Linked DNA regions of Triticum aestivum: region 1 is linked to region 2. A link is a contact called in public Hi-C data. All regions are on one chromosome and are shown on one strand. Each heading gives the region's core, a stretch centred on a gene start, on an enhancer-like site or on the middle of the called end of the contact. The rest is flanking DNA. Distances are from core to core; before and after follow the strand shown.

The links. A called contact is a pair of places that touch in the nucleus more often than the background predicts.
Region 1: a contact with region 2 is called in a Hi-C map of leaf, with 3 times the contacts expected there. The contact joins the promoter of LOC123113170 here to the promoter of LOC123113166 in region 2. A contact is called at or near these places in 2 of 5 Hi-C or Micro-C datasets (both in leaf).

What each region holds. Positions count from the first base shown.
Region 1 is chr5B:554,220,113-554,226,463 of IWGSC CS RefSeq v2.1, forward strand. It overlaps LOC123113170 (elongation factor-like GTPase 1), which reads right to left and starts at 4,864. Exons shown (of 1, transcript XM_044534326.1): 1 at 1,343-4,864. The coding sequence starts at 4,635. The coding sequence ends at 1,498.
Region 2 is chr5B:554,041,596-554,047,254 of IWGSC CS RefSeq v2.1, forward strand. It overlaps LOC123113166 (glutamyl-tRNA(Gln) amidotransferase subunit C, chloroplastic/mitochondrial), which reads right to left and starts at 3,548. Exons shown (of 5, transcript XM_044534320.1): 1 at 3,250-3,548; 2 at 3,112-3,152; 3 at 2,720-2,775; 4 at 1,235-1,289; 5 at 719-1,150. The coding sequence starts at 3,462. The coding sequence ends at 1,075.

The DNA of each region.
Region 1 (6,351 bases), core at 3,614-6,113, 180 kb after region 2:
TTCTCGGAAACTCAGTTATACTAGTGATATAATGCATACTTAACCAAATATATTTGCACTTGTATCAAATATACTCACAGATAAACAGAACGAAAACACTTTTCTGCTTATTTATCTCACCTCCACAATCAAATAAGTCATCGAACACATAAAATTACCATTCTTCCATTGTCAATTTGTCATAGGTTCACCTACAGTCAGGAGCTGCAGCAGCTGCACATGCCCCTGAACAAGTACAATAATACAACACCAGTAATTCCTTCCTGGTACAAAGAAATCATCTCCCTACACAGGCCATAGGATGTTCTCCAAAGGTTAGTAACACACTCATCTCCCTCCAAGTTAATCAGGTCCTGATGAATGCTGAATGTTTGGTTTCATAAGTGAATGAATTTTATTGAATAAGCACCAGGACGACAGATAACATACATAAACTGTGCCATGAATGATCAGAACCAACGCTGCCAAAGAGAATGTAAAATATGTCGCCATAATCAAAAAAAAGGGCAACCTGGTGCATGTAGCTCCCGCTTGCGCAGGGTCCAGGGAAGGGTCCGACCACTTTGGGTCTATAGTACGCAGCCTTTCCCTACATTTCTGTAAGAGGCTGTTTCCAGGACTTGAAAGGCAGCAGCTTTACCACTGCGCCAAGGCTCCCCTTCGCCGCCATAATCAAAACATAGCAAATAATTGAAGTGGAAAGCAGATATTCTGACCAAAGTACACCTGAAGATTGGTGTAAGCATAGAAACGAGTTTAACCGATCTAAGGGATGTCAATTGGTTGTTTGACAAGTTAAGGTTTTAATAAAGACATCTCAAAGAAGATAACTCTGAAGGTTAACGAGTACTATTAGTCACTTTGACGGACTTCGGCAAGCAACTCAGTTATACAGTTAGGCAAGTTCTTCAGCTCACTGAAGCAAGAGAAAATATACAACTCAATATAGCACAAAACAGAAATCATTGTCAGAAATATCATACAAGTTCGGAAGTTCCCCATAACTGTCCTACCAAACATGTCGATTAGTTATTTCTAACAGTCTATATCAAGAATAGCTAACTGTTGTGAACTCAAGGTAAAGTGATAACAATTTGAGAGTTAAAAGAAACTGCAGTAATTAAAGCGGAACGTAAGATTTCTGGAACAAGTCAGAATTTCCCAGTACCAAAGAAGAAGAAACAAGAGATCGGGTAAAACAAAAAAAATCTAGAGAGTTCCTGCATAACTTGTGGCATGTGATCAAAATAGGGTAGTCAACATGATAGGAATATCAGCAATCCATAACAGGCAGCTAACCATTCTCTAATATATCACATGTGACAGAACAATCCAGTAATAATTTCTCAAGCAAAACATACCAGTAATATATATATGAAAAACCATCAAAGCCATATATGGTCACATAGATTCCATATTTGATATTGTCTTGTACTGCAGTTTACCAGCACAAACCGGGACAATGATACAGTTTCCCTACCTAACAAAAAAGTACAGCTATGTTTTCCTAGAGAGAGTTCGCTGTTTCGTGCCATGCTCCACAACTTTCTCTTCAACATGCAATCCTTTCCTCCGCCTCACAGAATTCATAAGTTTCTTGGCCAAGTTTGGCCCAATGCTTGCCCCATCTCCAAATTCTTCAATCTCCTCCTGTGACTTTGGGACAAAAAAAGGGTCCTCCTGAATAGCATCCCAGTGGCTAAGAACAAGCAGCGCGCTGGCTGCACCTGATGTTAATGTCCTGAGCTGACTAGAAAATCCAATGCTCTCCGCAACAGGCAAGTAAGCATGCACTGTAAATACTGAAGTCCCTTCTTGCATTTCTTCTTTTAAAATCTTCGCTCGTCTCCTGCCAAGAACTGCATATGTTGAACCTAGTTGCGGAGTCGGGGTGGTCAATTCACAGAAATACATGCCTTCGACAAGCCTTGGGTTGTTCTGAAGAACGGCTGCACGGCATGCTTCTTTAACTGCGGTTATTACTTGGCCACTGAAGATGTTGTATTGATCAGATTGATGGGCAGCATCAGAGTTGTCAGCAAATATGTAAGGCTCAATGATAAATGCCAGACCCCACATTGGTTCATCACATAAAGGCCCTGCGTTCGTGGCAAACTGAAATCCTGAAAGAATGCTGTTCCTTAGTGCCACAGATTCTAGATGTAACGATTCAGGAGTATCTGCTGATGATTTACTGCTGTCAGGAGTATGGTTAGCTTCAGCATCAGATCCACTCACAAACCCCAATCTCTCAGAAAAATCTGCTCTACCACGCACAAGAATACCTTGCCTTCCATCTTCCATGGTTATCACACCATCACTTGATTCAACATCAGGCAAGAGAAGGAAGTTTGGGCCAACCTGCCAAGGACCCAAGGACCAGATCCTTTTGAGGTACCCAAGCCATGTCTTTCTACACTTCTGAAGTTTTTCTTTATCCACTTGCTCAGAAATGGCTTCCAATTCACTGTCTATGGCACTGACCATGCGCTGCCTAAGCATCGCAACAGAATCACAATCATCTTGAGAAATTTGTGGGTTTAACATTGCATTCCTCTTTGATGTTTTCCCCTCCATTATTTGACCAAGCAATTGATCACTTTCTTGGAGGACCTTAGTCAGAGCATTGGGAAGTCTTAGGACCTGAACTCTCACAGTGCATCTCCCGTTTGGAGTAGTCCTCTCAACAAATGCATGCGGAGCCTTCAAGCCTTCCAATAAGCCAGCACCTTCTCCTTCGATCGTCTCTTTAAAGGAGACCAGGGGGTCTGAAACGACCAATTTAACCTTTGCAAACCTTTCCTCCAGATCCTTTTTGCACCGCTCCAAATGAACCTCCCCAGCTGCGGCAAGGATATGTTCACCCCTGTGCGTGACAGTGTACTCAACAAATGGGTCTGCTCGGTTAAGAAGCTTGATCCCTTTAACAAGAGCTCCCAGATCCGTCGGGTTGGCAGGCTCAATTGCAACCTTAAGCATCGGAGACACCTGGAACATCATACTTGAGAAGGGCCAGCAATTCTTGGTGGATGACAACGTGGCACTCTTTAATATATGCTGCCCAAGGCCCTGAATTGCAACCACATTCCCAGCACTCACACTGGCAACTGGCCTCAAGCCCTGTCCCAGCATTTCATACAAGTATTGCAGCTCAATCTCCTGTACATGCTTCTGCACTGCATCCCCTTTCAGTGGATCATACAATGCCGACAGCACAAAAACCTTCTGCCCTGCACGAAGAACCCCGCTGAACACTCTCGCAAATGCCATAAAACACTCCTCTGATTCACTTGCATCCTGATGGTTCAACAACTCGCCGTGCACCCCCTTCGGTGGTAACATCTTACATGGCACCGCAAACATCTTCGACACATACACCACCACCGGAGAATCTGCACCCGCGTCACAGGTCTCCACACACCTTCTGACCCTCTCTGCCTCCAAGACAACCTCAGCGCAACCAGCAGCATCCTCTGGTGCAAGCTCCCTCTTTGGCATAAGCCTTGCAACCCTGGCCCCTTGGGCGACAACAGGGTCAGGAGTGCATTCGACCACCATTGCCATCACTGCATCTGCCAGCGGCAGCCACCGGCTCATCACAGACTGCAAAACTAACTTTGGGTCCTTGTTCTGCAGCTCCCGCGGCGGAATGTTCAATTTGAAGTTGCTAATGACCTTCTGAACTATCTCCCCGTCCTGCCCCAGCACTCCCTCGTACAATTTCCATAGGGGCTTCAGAATGAACTCCACAAACATGGGCTCCCGGTCAGTACCCTCCACCGCCTTCTTTCCCACAATCATAAAATTCTTCTTACCCTTCTTATCCACCTTTTTGTCCAAGTATCGCGGCCCCCAAAATCCTCTCAGCAAAGCAGAGGCGCTGGCGCCAAGCTTGGTGGCGTACAACTCTGCGAAGTGGTGGATGCGGAAGCCCCAGCCATCGAGGGCGCAGGCGAAGACGACATTGCCCTTTTGGGGCTGGAAGGCGTCCTCCTCGTCGTCATCAGCATCTTCCGGGAGATCGTCCTGTGAGGCTGACGAGCTGGAGGACGGTTGGTCCTCGAGGGAGGCGAGGACGGAGAAGTAGGAGTGCGACCGCAGCGCGGAGTAGATGGAGTTGACGTCGGCGAGGATGCGGTGCAGGCGCGTGTAGGCCTCGGCGGGGGTGAGGTGGAGCTCGGTGATGAGGCGGTCGAGCTTGTTGAGGACGAGGCAGGGGCGGAGGCGCTCGAGGAAGGCCTGGCGCAGCGCGGCGTGGGTCTGGATGTGGACGCCCTCGACGGCGTCGACGAGGATGAGCGCCGAGTCGGAGAGGCGCGCGGCGGAGGAGACCTCGGAGCAGAAGTCGATGTGGCCCGGGGAGTCGATGAGGTTGACCCGGTGCGCGGCGGGGCCGTCGCCGTAGCGGAGGAGCACGGCGGCAGACTTCATGGTGATGGCCCGGCGCTGCTCCTCGTCGAGGTAGTCCATGAAGCGGAGGCGGCCGGCGAGCCTGGGGTGGAGCAGGCCGTCGCCGCAGGAGGCGACGAGGTGGTCCGCCAGCGTGGTCTTCCCGTGGTCGACGTGCGCCAGGATGCACGTGTTGCGGACGCGCCGGGGGTCCGCCGGCAGCGCCGTGCTCTCCGCCGCCGCCATCGCGGTGGGAGGTGGTGCTGGTTAAGTCGGGCTAGGGGAACGTGGAGGCGGCGAGGAAGCCGGCGACGGCTGACGCGGGTTTGGGGTGGGAGGCTGATCCGGGCGGATGGGCGGCGGCAGAGGAGCGGGAGCGGCGGCGGCGGCGGGGAGAAACCCTAGCGCTCGTGTCGGGACGAGGGGATTTGTCCCTGCGGAAGAGGAGGAGCGGACCGAAACGATTGTCTCCTCCTAGTGGCAATTTGACCGTAAATACTGATAGTTTTAGGGGCAAAGGGGTATACCGGTCGGATTCAAGTGGCTCTGGCCCGGTCCGAAGGAACTTGGCGCTCAAGTTTGATCGACCAAACTTGGCAGCAACGAAAAGGCGCTGCTAAATCTCAAAAAAGAGAACAAAATTAAAAACCAAAGCCTGTTTACAGGAAATTTGTAGAAAAAGATAGCAATTTTGTAAAAGAAAAAATATATTTGAGGCCCTTTAGTTTGTAGGAATGGATTCCTATTCTTATACAGGATAGGAAACAATCTTTCACATTTCAAAAAAAAAATAACCTTGGTGTTCAATGAAAAAATTCATATTCTATTTTGATGATTTTTATTTTTTACTAGTAGCCTTGCACGTGCACGCACGTCTCTACAAGACACATCTTATGATTCGATTGAATGGCCCTTTTTAGTTTTTACATACACAACAGAGAGTACATTGTATAAACATATAGTGTGTCACTTAGTCTTAGTTCGATTAATTTGCGACCATAGACACCCCTGGTATGAACAGCAAAGGAAACACCGCATTGCATCCATGAACTCATGGCTGGTCATTACACCTCCGTAACCACGTCATGTTTAGGCTTCAGTGTTGTTATGCTGAGAAGTCAAAATTGTGATTATTTTGCTAAACTTTCAAGCCGCTAGTAGATGGGATCACCAGTTATTTTTTCCAGCGGGGAGGGATCATGGGAGTAACTTGAGTTTCAAATGGAAAGCAATGTTTTAATACCAAGAGAACAATCCTTTACAAGAAATATCAATAGGCCCTCATGGGCAGGTCAAAATGTGCTCATGCAACACAACACAACACAACACAAAGCTTTAGTACCCGGAGTTGCTAAATCATGAGCTACCGCGTTCCTTGATTTAATAAAAAAAAATCTGACCATATTAGCTTACACTGAAGAGTGGCTCAACAGATAAGCTTGTTCGCAAGCAAGGAAATCAGTTCCATAATCACTTGACTACCCGATTCCAAGACAACATTGTGCACGACATGAAGTATATTGGCCATGGAGAAGCATGGTCAACTCCGCCGCCGCCTGCATGATTCTCTTTCCTTTTGAAAACATGCTGGAATGACTACGAAGAAACAATAACCGAGCCGATGTAGTATCATCAACCTCAACATCTACATAAAGTTTGGTTCAGCCCGGACAAGAATACGCACCAATCGACTTGGCAATTGATGCGATGATGAAACATATATATGTAATCTGCATGAGTTAAAGAGATGATTGAACATAAAACAATCAATGTTAGTTGGCCAGACCAAACTTGTGGTAACTTGGGAAATATCACAAAATTAAATACAAAACCTCTAAATCGACGCTAATCATCACAGACAAAAAAAAAGTACAAACAATAATATCACTAACAAATTGAAATTGAACTGAATAAATATTTGGTAATGTGGTTGTTCTAATTGTCAGGAGAGAATGTTTGGTG
Region 2 (5,659 bases), core at 2,298-4,797:
ACTGAGAATTTGAAGAAGGGATGGCATCCGTTTGATTCCAAAACTGCATTCATTTGGCACTATTTTTGTGATGATCACACTATCCAGCTTAACTTTTTGGCCCTGGCTACTGAATTAGTGTGACATTTCTGGCACTATTTTTGTGATGATCACACTTTCCAGCTTCTTTAACTTTTTGGCCCTGGCTTCTGAATTAGTGTGACATTTCTGGTCACACTTGCGTATCTCTATCATTTGTGTTTGGACGCCTCAACAATAAATGCACCAAAGATAAATAACTTAAATTTAAATTTTAGGCTTGGGGTTGCGCAACTTGACTGGAAATTTTAAAAAGAAAACACTGCATGTTCTGGCCAACACAATAGCTTTCTATCTGAGAACAGCCATCAAACTTCTTTGTCAAAAAAAGTGTGACTGATGTTTGAAGAAGGCATGACATCCCAATGACTCCACACTGCGTTCATTTGGTACCATTTTTTTATTGTCGCACTATCCAGCTTATTATCATCCGATTTGCGTAGACTAGAGAGAGAATGACCAACCCTAGTTATTGCACTCCAACAGTACGGGAACATGATCTGGCCAATGCAAGATTGAACTATAGAATTCCGCCTAACCCAGAATATTTTACAGGATTAAAAAGCTAAAACCTGCAGAAAACTCAAACAGAAATCACGATAAGTCCTGAGGTTCACCCTAACCCAGAAAACTTACAAGATTAACAAATTGAAGACAAATTACCGGGTGATAGCATCACATGAATCCTATCGCCGTTTGGGAGGCATAGCGCTAGAAGCCCCCACATTCCAGAAACATAAATAAAAGCATATTAAGAAAATGACATGTATTTGGTCCGAACGCATGATGGCACGCAAGGATGGATCTTCTGTTGCAGGCACTGCAGATCCACCGCTCATATTGTTGAGTTGTACTGTTCTAGCCGAGGATGTCAAAATTAACTCAGGCTTGCTGATTGCTCGCTCGATGCTTTGAGCGCAGTTGATTCACCATGCCTCATTGTATAATGAAATAGAATGTTAACAATATCATAACTTTGATTTACAGACCCACATGTCATTCTTTGGTCAGCGCATTTGGCACTTTGATGTATGGATCATCATAACTCGGAAGGGCCTCTATTATGGCATCTCTGCATTGACAGAAACAGAAAAGATACTCAGCCTTTGCTGCAAAGCTTGATAACAGGTCAATCGAAGACATGGAGCCTTGTTACCTGTTAGCAAATGGTTCCGCCTTATCTTCTCTTAAAGAACTACCAGCTGCAGTATCTGTGACCAAGATAGTCAAACATGAAAACAGGAAACAGAAGGTGGCAGACAGACAGAATAAAAGACATGGGCAACATAATTGCTTAGTGGAATTTCTAGGAACTCTGATAGCTTAAAAAAAGCTGTAGGTTTGTACAACAAATGCAAACCAAGGGAGCAAGATTATAGTATATTTTAAGCAACATAAATGTGTGTAGATGAAGGAACTTATTTTGTAGAAAAACAATATTTCAGTGAGCATGTGCAACAATTGATCCACCAATGCCTATGTGTGCCATGCAGCCGGGATACAGTGTGGCTCCTTTCATCCACTACAATTTTGCACAGGACGCCGCGCAACAGCATCTCGGCTGCCTGAGGACAGCATGTTGGTGGATCAATTATTGCGTGTGTTCAAAAGGTTCCGTTTGCGCCACATACCATGGATCAATTATTGCATGACGAAAGATATACAATGTTAGAAACAGTGAATTAAATTAGTCAAAGAAGAAAGCAAAGATATATTTTCTCTCACAACTCAGATGGCTCACTGTCTTGTTCTGCTACATATTAAAATTCAAAATTAGTTGTTACAAACATAAATAATTCACGAGATTCTTTTTGTTCTTCTCTAATCCTTCGATTTCAGGTCTGTTCCCTATATTATACATTAATTTAAGAGAACTTAAAAAGTCGCCGTGCAGTCAGAAAATCTGGGTACAGAGAGAAAAAAGGGTATAAAGTATGGACTGTGACTATTGTCAAATGTGGTACTACCGAACACATACATGTCAAGATTCAAGAGCACATGCATACTGTTATAATGAACTTGTCTAATAAAAAATGGACATAATATTATGAACTGCACAATGGCATAAAACAGAGAGGCAATCCTGAAGCAAATGCGTAATTTTGTTAGTTAAACACAGCAAGGCATGATACTTTGTCATAGCTATTGAGATTATTTTGAGGGATCTTGCTATACCATATGGCATGATCAACGTACATCATAAGCATTCGAAATTGTCTTTGGACTAAGGCTGGTCATAGTGGGAGTAACTTAGCTAGTAACATAACACACCCCAATGCAAATTTGCTTATGTAGCAAGAATTAATGAGAGAGGTGCTTCCAAAGGATAAATTTGCTTATGTAGCAAGAACTAATGAGGAGAGAGGTGCTTCCAAAGGACAAATTTGCTTAGTAAGATAATATGTTAGTGTAACATAGCGCTTCCAAAGGATAAATGAGTCTACAAGATAATAAATGCAATCATCTATGATACTACTTCTATGTTACTTTGCACTATGAAGGTAGTAACATAGACTAGTGTCATATGCATGACACTAGTCAATTTACTCCCCACTGTGACTAGCCTAAGGGGCACTAGCACACTAGTAAGTGATAAGCAACCATGCTACATGGAAATGTGAAGAGTTACATGGATGAGTACCAGCTCTAAGTGAAGGCTCAATGGATTCAAGATCAACCGACTGAAGTTGCCCAAACCTGCAAGGAAAAGAGAAAATAATAATTTCTAACTGCTTCTGATGGCATAAATTCAGTCTCCCGAATCAAGCACGGTTTCTCACAGCCCACCTAAACAACCACCACCACAAAGAGCATAATTTACTGGGCTTAAGTCAACCGTGAGCGCTTGTGGTAATCACTTCTGATGGGTTTACAGGAACCGTCAATTTGCCATGAAGAACCACAGGATGTTCCTTCTAACCACCGTTCGAGTCTAATCTACATACAGACTCCAACAATTCCAACTACCAGGTAGCAAACGCTAAGGTTTGCATTGTGCAGAGTGATAAAAACAGGTAAGGGGTCGTAAATTACCAGTCAACCACCTGCTGAATCTTGGGCGCGAACTCCTCGGCCTAGCAGTCGAACAGGCAGCAAATCATCAGCCTTATACGCAGCGCACGGGAAGTTTCGAGAGGGTTCCCATCGAGAGAGAAAGAGTGGCGTGCTGACCTCTTGCGGCGAGAGAGATATGCGGGCAGAGTTGGCGAGGCGGGGAAGGTCCGGCGGCTCCAGGGGCCCCGGCCCCGCGGTGGGCGCTACGTTCGGGAAGGAGGAGAGCGGGCGCCGCCGCAGCAGAGACCACCGGTTGCTCGGCGAAGCGTGCCCCGGCGGCGCGGCGGCCCAGCGGAGCCTGGGAATGGCCGAGGCGGCGGCGGAGAGCATGGCCGTCGTTGCTGCCGGCGATGCTAAAAGAGAGGAGGGGTTTGGATTTGGACCAGAGGCGATCCGAGCGGATTATCCACTGCTGACGCTCTCCACTCTCCATGTGCACCGTCCGATCTCTACTCTACGGCTGTGATGAGGGCTGCGACATTTGATGGAGCTCTGGCTGGGCTTTATGGATCCACCTCGCCTGGTGGCTGGGCCGCGCCTCCGATTTGCTGTGCTGCGAGCCTCGTCACGGTTCACGTGGCTAAAAAAAAACGTGTCAGATTTTACATATATAACATTTAGATTAACTAGCAAATATGCCCGTGCGTTGCAACGGGAGAAAAAAAATGCATGCCTTATAAACACAACGACATCAACAAATCCCTTAAAATCTTTCATTATGCCACACAACAAGCAACATGATAAGTGGTGTTGTGCAAAAACATAAAGGTGTGATGATTTTTGAAGTGTACTCAAGGTGTTTAGAATTCATTATACAACACAAATATCTACCTAGTTGCCAGTATATGTTTACGCATTTGTTGTTGTTTCTCGGTGATGCCCAAAAAAATATTGCATTAGAATGAAAATAGCAAAATACATTTTAGTATTTAATGATAACATGTGCATAAGAGCATTATTTTTGTCATATACTCCCCCCATCCAAAAAAGCATGTCCCAAACTTGTCCCTCAAATGGATGTATCTAGCACCAAGTTAGATTTAATGATGATAGCATATTTGAAATCTACGTATTTTGTGTGTGTTTGCAATCATAATTCAGTTACTTAATTTGGTTGCAAATATATTGGATAGCTCTACCAAAAACAACCAATCTATAAAGGACATATGCAATAGGCATTTCTAAAATATCTCATCATATAAAGAAGGTATTGTTTAAGTTTGCACCCTGTACATAATTTTAAAAATTAATGATGATAGCATATTTGGAATCTATGTAGTTTGTGTGTGTTTAGCATCATAATTCAGTTACTTAATCTGGTTGCAAACATATTGGATAGCTCCACCAAAAATAACCAATCTATAAGGACATATGCAATAGGCATTTCTAAAATATCTCATCATATAAAGAAGGTATTATTTAAGTTTGCACCCTGAACATAATTTTAAAAATTAATGATAATGGCATATTTGGAATCTACACATTTTTCTGATGAACTTTCATATATGACATGTCACATTGAGTAAGGGTTTTAAAGATATGCCACACAACAAGCAACATGATAAGTGGTGTTGTGCAAAAACATAAAGGTGTGATGATTTTTGAAGTGTACTCAAGGTGTTTAGAATTCATTATACAACACAAATATCTACCTAGTTGCCAGTATATGTTTACGCATTTGTTGTTGTTTCTCGGTGATGCCCAAAAAAATATTGCATTAGAATGAAAATAGCAAAGTACATTTTAGTATTTAATGATAACATGTGCATAAGAGCATTATTTTTGTCATATACTCCCCCCATCCAAAAAAGCATGTCCCAAACTTGTCCCTCAAATGGATGTATCTAGCACCAAGTTAGATTTAATGATGATAGCATATTTGAAATCTACGTATTTTGTGTGTGTTTGCAATCATAATTCAGTTACTTCATTTGGTTGCAAATATATTGGATAGCTCCACCAAAAACAACCAATCTATAAAGGACATATGCAATAGGCATTTCTAAAATATCTCATCATATAAAGAAGGTATTGTTTAAGTTTGCACCCTGTACATAATTTTAAAAATTAATGATGATAGCATATTTGGAATCTATGTAGTTTGTGTGTGTTTAGCATCATAATTCAGTTACTTAATCTGGTTGCAAACATATTGGATAGCTCCACCAAAAATAACCAATCTATAAGGACATATGCAATAGGCATTTCTAAAATATCTCATCATATAAAGAAGGTATTATTTAAGTTTGCACCCTGAACATAATTTTAAAAATTAATGATAATAGCATATTTGGAATCTACACATTTTTCTGATGAACTTTCATATATGACATGTCACATTGAGTAAGGGTTTTAAAGATATGAAAATTTCAAAAATATTTGATCTTTGAAAGAAAAAAGGAGGGTGTGGGAATCGAACCCACAACCTGCAGCTAGCTAGGCCAAGGAACCAACCAGTGCGATGGTCCTATGGTTGTTGTCCTTGAGGGGATCTACGCTTTTTAAGTGATGGGCTAGCGCGGACAAA